Regions from separate parts of the Sus scrofa genome. Here region 1 is linked to region 2. Evidence: chromatin contacts called from public HiChIP or PLAC-seq data. All regions are on one chromosome and are shown on one strand. The core of a region is the stretch at or near the end of the contact, and the rest is flanking DNA. Distances in the headings are between cores, read along the strand shown.

Region 1 (3,265 bases), core at 155-2,654, 110 kb after region 2:
ACACAAATGAAACATGCAAATCAGTGCAGCCCCAGGGAAGACTTGCATCTTCCAGGGATGGGGGACATATTCAGGGTCTCCGCACCTCACCCAAACTACAGTCTTTTCCTGAGCTTTCAGCACTTTGGAGGAATTCCTTTGGAGAAGGAGAATTGCCCTGAGTTGCCCATGCAATTTCCTGCTCTATTTTTAATAGCAGCTGGGTTTCTCTCAGTCTAAACTGAGAAAGTTTCATTTTTCCCCTCTGGGGACCAGAGAGAGCTAACAGACTCCTCCCTGGACATTTAGAACTTCTAAATAAAGTTTTGGCTTAAATCTTGAAAAGCAAAAGGTGATGTTAGCTGAGGCAGGCTGGTCAATTACCCTAACATGGTGGGTGGAGGGAGGCAGGAAACCATTCACCAGCTCCTTCTCCTCTCAGGACTGTTGACCCAGCAGCAGTTTGGAGCCAGAAACCTGCATCTGAATCCTAGCTCTGATTCCTTTAGCCATGAGATTTGGGGCAGATCATTTCCTCTCCCTCTGCCTGTGCTTCATCTTCTACCATCTGGAAACATATTGCTCATTTGGGGCTTTGGTTGAGTGCTCAATTTGATGTATATGAAGTGCCTGATGCATAGTAGGTCTTAACAAATGATAGCATTTACAGTGTTCTCTATAAATGGAGAGGACAGAACCAGTTGGGTGCTAGCATCCCATCCAAATCCAATACTCAGATCTATTGCCATACTGGAAAATGGAGAGGCTCAACTCACTCTAAAATAAAGAGGAAGGGTTTGGTATTTATGTGGAAGAGGAGATAACGAATGTCTATCCATGTTTCAGGGCAATTTTAGGTGGCATCAGATTCCCCTACCCTGGAAGGAGCAAGAGCCTGAGGGCAAGGGAAGTGTAGTAGGAGCTGTTCCTGAGCCCGCCTCCTGGGAGCCAGCAACCCACTCCGCATGCCCACCAAGTCCTCCCAGCAGAGCCCATGAACAGAACCCGTGCAGGGATGGCTGCCAGGGCCACTGGCACGTGGCCTTCTCCTTGCCCACAGCCCGAGCCTGTTGCCCACGCTCCTTGTCCCTGCCAGCCAGGCCTGGGATGTGTTGTCATCTGCCTTACCATTTCCCCTCTGGCCCTGCCCCCTCCACATGTACAGAGTATGAATATACTTTTTGATGTTGGCTGATGTTAGAAGTTTGCCTCCCACTCTCCTCCCAAAGGAGAACAACCTGAATACCACACACGGTGTTATCTCACTTTGACTTTGAAGAGGAATTTCTCCCCTTAGGGCTCTATTCCTGGTGTAGCATAATCTAAGGAGAAAGAAGTTTATCCCAGGGAAGCCAAATCATCCAAGAGTTATTCAGTGTCTGACTGCCTGTTATATTTAGAAACAAGACGGAGGCAAGCTTTAAGAATGCTCAGAGCCTGCCAACGCCGTGTGGTCCTCTTTGATTCCTTCTGGTTACTTGGGGTGGCCAGATGAAGAAGGAGGCTCTCTTAGCCTTGCCTGTTTACCTGACTCTTATTATTTGAGTGTGAGGGGACAGAAGATAAGGAGAAATGCAGCCCTGGAATTAAAGACTCAGAATTTAAAATTACTTCCTGTCCAAACCTACCCCTTTACAGTTGAATATATAGAATTAGACATCACTCGATCCTCTGAACTTCAGTTTTATTTTCTGTAAAATGAAGCAACTGAACCTGCTCAATGCCTCTAAACCTTTGCTACACATTAAGATCATATGGGGAGTTGATTAAGAATGTAGACATTGAGGAGTTCCCTGGTGGCCTAGCAGTTAAGAATCTGGCATTGTCACTTCTGTGGTGTGGATTGGATCCCTGGCCTGGGAACTTCCACATGCCATGGCCAAAATGTATGTATGTATGTATGTATGTATGTATGTATGTACTAACTATATATATGTGTGTTTGTGTGTGTGTGTGTATAGTTAGTAGAGAAATGCAAATCAAAACTACAATGAGGTATCACCTCATACCAGTCAGAAAGGCTATCATTAAATAAGTCTATGAATGCTGAGAGGGTGTGGAGGAAAGGGACCCCTCCTACACTGTTGGTAGAAATGTTAGTTGCTGCAGCCAGAATGGAAAACAGTATGGAGGTCCCTCAGGAAACTAGAAATGGAATTACCATATGATCCAACAATCTCACTCCTGGGTATATAGCTAGACAAAATTATAATTCAAAAAAATACATTCATCCCTCTGTTCATAGCAGCACTGTTCAAATAGTCAAGATGTGGAAGCAATCTAAATGTCCATCAACAGATGGACATGTATACAGTGTATACAGTGAATACTACTACATATATACATGCATACAGTGAATACTACTCAGCCATAAAAAAGAATGGAATGCCATTTGCAGCAACATGGATGCAGCTAGAGATTATCATACTAAAAAAGTAAAGTCAGAAAGAGAAATACAAATATCATAGGATATCACTTATATGCAGTAACTAAAATATGGCACAAATGAACGTATCTATAAAACAGAAGCAGACTCACAGACATAGAGAACAGACTTGTGGTTGCCAAGGGTTAGGGGTGAGAGAGGGATGGATTGAGAGTTTGAAATTAGCAGATGCAAACTATTATATATAGAATGGATAAACAACAAGGTCTACTGTTATAGCACAGGGAATTATATTCTAAATATCCTGGGATAAACCATAATGGAAAAGAATATGAAAAAGAATGTATATATGTATATAACTGAGTCACTTTGCTCTACGGCAGAAATTAACAAAACATATAAACTAACTATACTTCAATTAAAAAAAAAGAATATAGATGTCAGGACTGCGTAACTAGAGTTTCTGATTTACAAGATTTGGTGTACAGTGGGCACCTGCATTTTCTCAGTGATTTGAATTTCCATCTACTGTTGACAGTCCTAGGTCCCAGATCAGTGGTTTCTAAAGCATGGTCTCAGGACTAGCAGTGGCAGCACCTGAGAGCTTGTTAGCAATGGAGATTCCTGGCCTCCTAACACCCAGGCCAAACCTACTGAATTAGAGGCTGATTATTGGGATCAGTGATGTGTTCTGCCAAGCTCTCCAAATAGTTGTTACACATGAAAAAATGCGAAAGAGCAGTAGATTGGATAACTTTTTAAGGGTTTCCTACTAGATTTCAAAACCTATAATCCTATAACCAGCCTAGACAGGGTTCAAGATCAAGTCAGGGCCACACAGCTGGCAAAGTAAGTGATAGAGCCCTAACTAAAATCTAGGCCTTTGAACTGCCCTCCAGA
Region 2 (3,360 bases), core at 819-3,318:
TCAATATGGGTCTCAAGCATCAGTACTTCCCCCAGGTAATTCTGATTGACAATAAGGATTGAGAAACACTACATTAGATAATACTACTTCATTTTCTAAAAAGGTGAGAATCAATACAGTATTTGAACACAAGAAGGGAAGATGACTGGCTCTGAGGATTTGATTATACTATTTGATCTCAACTTCTTATAAAGGAAGAATGGAGGCGTTTGACTCATTTCTTTCTACCTTTAGTTTCAGAGATGTGAAAAATGACATGACCTACCTTTGTACTTTGAACTATACCTTGCTTGTATGCCTTTTATCTGGCTCTCAAGCCTTGTAGGGGCATGATTATCTTGCAGCTCCTTGCAGTATCTCTGGTGTGGCCTGGGAGAGGGAGGGAGTATCATTATAGTCATTTTACAGGTTAGGCATAGGGTTGTCTAATGCACAAAATGACAGCCCATCTGGCAGCCAGTCAGTTATTTGGTGATATCAGAGGAACATTTATTCTTGCCTACATTTAGTGGCATTGCCCATGCAAGGCACAGACCTGTCCTCAAAACTTTTATCTTGGTTAGAAAAACAGGTTTTAGAGGGAAAAAGGTATATTCGTAAAAAGGGGAAAAGGAAAGGGCTATGTTAAACAGGTAATAAATGTGGGGCAATTCTCAAGAGAATATTATTTTTGATCTCACCCTCATACCATTTCTGTGTCTGTGCTCCATGTACTTTGTAAACATCTCCTTTCTGATATTTCCATACATTAGATGTAGTTCAAAGTTTGCATGCCAGTCTCTCACTGGGTTATGAATTCTGAGTTTGAATCTCTAGTTGCTGCCATCATGTCTGAGATAGTTCATGCTACATAATTATTTGCTGAATGACTGCAAGATGCTGGCATTGGAGATTGTTTAGGACTAAGAGACCTGTGTTGTGTGCATTCCTATCAGCTACTCAGATTATCTCTTTATTTTCTCAAGGTTCCCAGGGCTCTGAGAATAGGTATCTTAAACTCTACTCAAGGTCTTTAAGAAAAACCACTTGCAAACCCCCTTAAACCATTTCTGTCCTATATTGTCCTATAATGTAGACATGCCCCTGAGGGGTTCCATTTCTCAGTTGCCCGAGGTTGCAAATGAGTGGCCTGAATAGGTCCCCTTTGCAATCCGAAAACAAACAGCCAAATTAAAATACCACCATATTTTGTATGAACTGAAGATATTCCATTTTATTCTTTCCACTATCCTGAATAGAGAACTGCATGCCAACGTCATCTCAAGGTGTCTTTCCCGTCATCAATTGTCCAATTTTTGTGAATAACTAGAAAATGCACATACGCATCTGAAGGCATACGTGTCGCTTAACAAAAAAATAACCCCCTGAAATGTAATTACCAGATTAAAAAAAAAAATGCACCCAGTTTCAGAGCCTATCACATCTCCCGCCTCGGAACACAGCTCCCCCAACACTGCTCCTGTTGTGTCAGATAGCGGCAGTGTTGAGCCCCGGAGCCGGCGCCTAGTCCGCCGCGGTCCCCGCGGCCGCCCAGTTTCCGCGGCGGACTCGGGCGCGCAGAGACACTGGGCCTCGAGGGCGCTGGGGAAGCAAGAAGGGCGCGGGGGGCGACGAGGGGTCCCCGATCCGCCTCCACGAACTGTGTTCCTTCTCCCGCTCAAGATCCCCACTCTTCCCAATTGATCGAAATTCACAAAAATTCACTGAGGGAGGGTGAAGGGAGAGGTGCTTGTTGGTTACTGGTTGTGCCACCCCCGGCGCAAGTAGGAAAGCGGCCCCCGGCCGGTTGGGCAAGAGGTGTGGGAGCCCGCGCCCCCTCCGAAGCAGATCGCGGGGTGGCGGTCCCCGCTCAGCTCCGCCGCGCGGCCGCTCCGATCCTCCCCCTCCCCCGCCCGCGCCCTCCCCCTTCCTTTCACTAGGACTCCGGGACTCGGGAGAGGGCGCGGGAGGCAGGCACTTGGGCCCGACCCCACTCCAGCGCTCGCCGGGGACGGGGGCGGGTGGCGAGGGGACGCGACGGGGGCGCGGGGCGGGCGCGGTCATGGAGCGGCGGCGGCGGCGACGGCGGCAGCAGTAGCGACCGCGGGCGAACGAGCCGGCGGGCAGGGCCGCCCGGCGCCGCGGAACGAACTGCACAGCTCAGCAAAAGCGCCCTCGCCCTCCGCGCGCTGCCTCCTGCGAACCCATAGCCGGCAACATTTTTTAAGGCTCCAATCCATCCTTTGAAGAAAAGAAAAAAAAATAGCATTGATTGGAGAGACGGGGATATATATAATTGGGGGGGGGCCCTTCTGCTAAAATTAGCCGGGCTTGCGGCGCGCGGTGTGCGAGTGTGTGCGTGCGTGTGTGTGTGTGTGTGAATGTGATTACTCCAGGACTCCTCGGGCTCCGGAGACGCCATTTTCCCCCTTGATATCTCTCTCCGTAAATCGGTGGCGCGGCGGAGGCGGCCGCGCCGGGCGGGAAGCGCTGGGCCGTTCTGGGCGCCCGCCGCTCGCCTCCGCCTCCGCGCGCCCGGGGGCCCCGGCGCCCCCCGAGCGAGGGCGGCCAGCCCGCTGCTCGCCGTGTGACAGATGCTCATCGCCATGGAGTTGCCGCAGCAGCACCTTCGGGGGCTCGGGCGAGCTACGGGAGCCGGGATCTGAGCGAGCGCTGGGCCAGCGGAGCCGGAGCCGCCGGGACGTGGGTGAGCACGCGCGGCGACCTTGGTCCGGGAGCCGGGCGCCGAGCCTCCCGCCGTACCGCGGGCCCCCGCACGCCCGGGGTCGGGGGCGGTGTGTGTTCTCTGCATGCAAAAGTTAACGTTGCCTCGCTGGGGCTTTGACTTTGCACCGGGCGGGAAGGGGAGTCGGGGCCGAAGGGGCGGGATGCAGGTCCCGGCGAGGCTGCCGAGGATGGGCGCAATTCCGGCCCGTCGGCTGTGGGCAGTGATGCTGGCTCATTTGGAGTGGCTCGTTGGTGGCGGCGAGGGTGGCAGCATCGGGCTGGAGGTCTGGGACCTTACTGAGCTTGGCCTAATCTGATCTCCCCCACCCCCTGCCGCCGCCGCCGCAGCCTTTTGCACCCTCCCTCGGTCCGGCAGCCGGCTGCTGGAGCTGGCGGGTTTGGCTTTGGTGGAGTGGACTCGAGAGGGGGAGGGGGTAAGGAAAGGGGTGGGAAGGCGGCAGGATATTTCCCCCCCCCTCTTTGTAACTTGCAGGTTAAGTGGAGCTAGAGAGCTACATTGTATATAGCTGAATTTTTTGGGGGGTGGGGGGGGAGAATATATCAGAATCTAACGTGTCGTTGATAGAAAGAAGAACAGGGAAGAAGTGGTCCAGCCGGCGAAGGTTGGTGTGTGCTTGTGTCGTGGCTCTGTGT

The links. HiChIP or PLAC-seq counts read pairs in DNA pulled down with a chosen protein or histone mark.
Region 1: a contact with region 2 is called in an H3K27ac HiChIP or PLAC-seq map of skeletal muscle. The contact joins the enhancer-like site here to the promoter of SETBP1 in region 2. A contact is called at or near these places in 10 of 47 Hi-C or Micro-C datasets (adipose tissue, alveolar macrophages, brain and 6 more) and 1 of 2 datasets of contacts at active chromatin or transcription factors (skeletal muscle).

What each region holds. Positions count from the first base shown.
Region 1 is chr1:94,404,572-94,407,836 of Sscrofa11.1, forward strand. All of the region lies in intron 3 of SETBP1 (SET-binding protein), which reads left to right. Among named protein-coding and RNA genes, the nearest start is that of SETBP1, 110 kb to the left of the region's middle. Within about 2 kb of position 1,405, at least 10 of the 83 cell types and tissues checked have an H3K27ac peak or open chromatin away from gene starts, as enhancers often do. A contact at or near this core is called in skeletal muscle, where this site is marked.
Region 2 is chr1:94,293,264-94,296,623 of Sscrofa11.1, forward strand. It overlaps SETBP1 (SET-binding protein), which reads left to right and starts at 2,069. Exons shown (of 7, transcript XM_021092436.1): 1 at 2,069-2,686.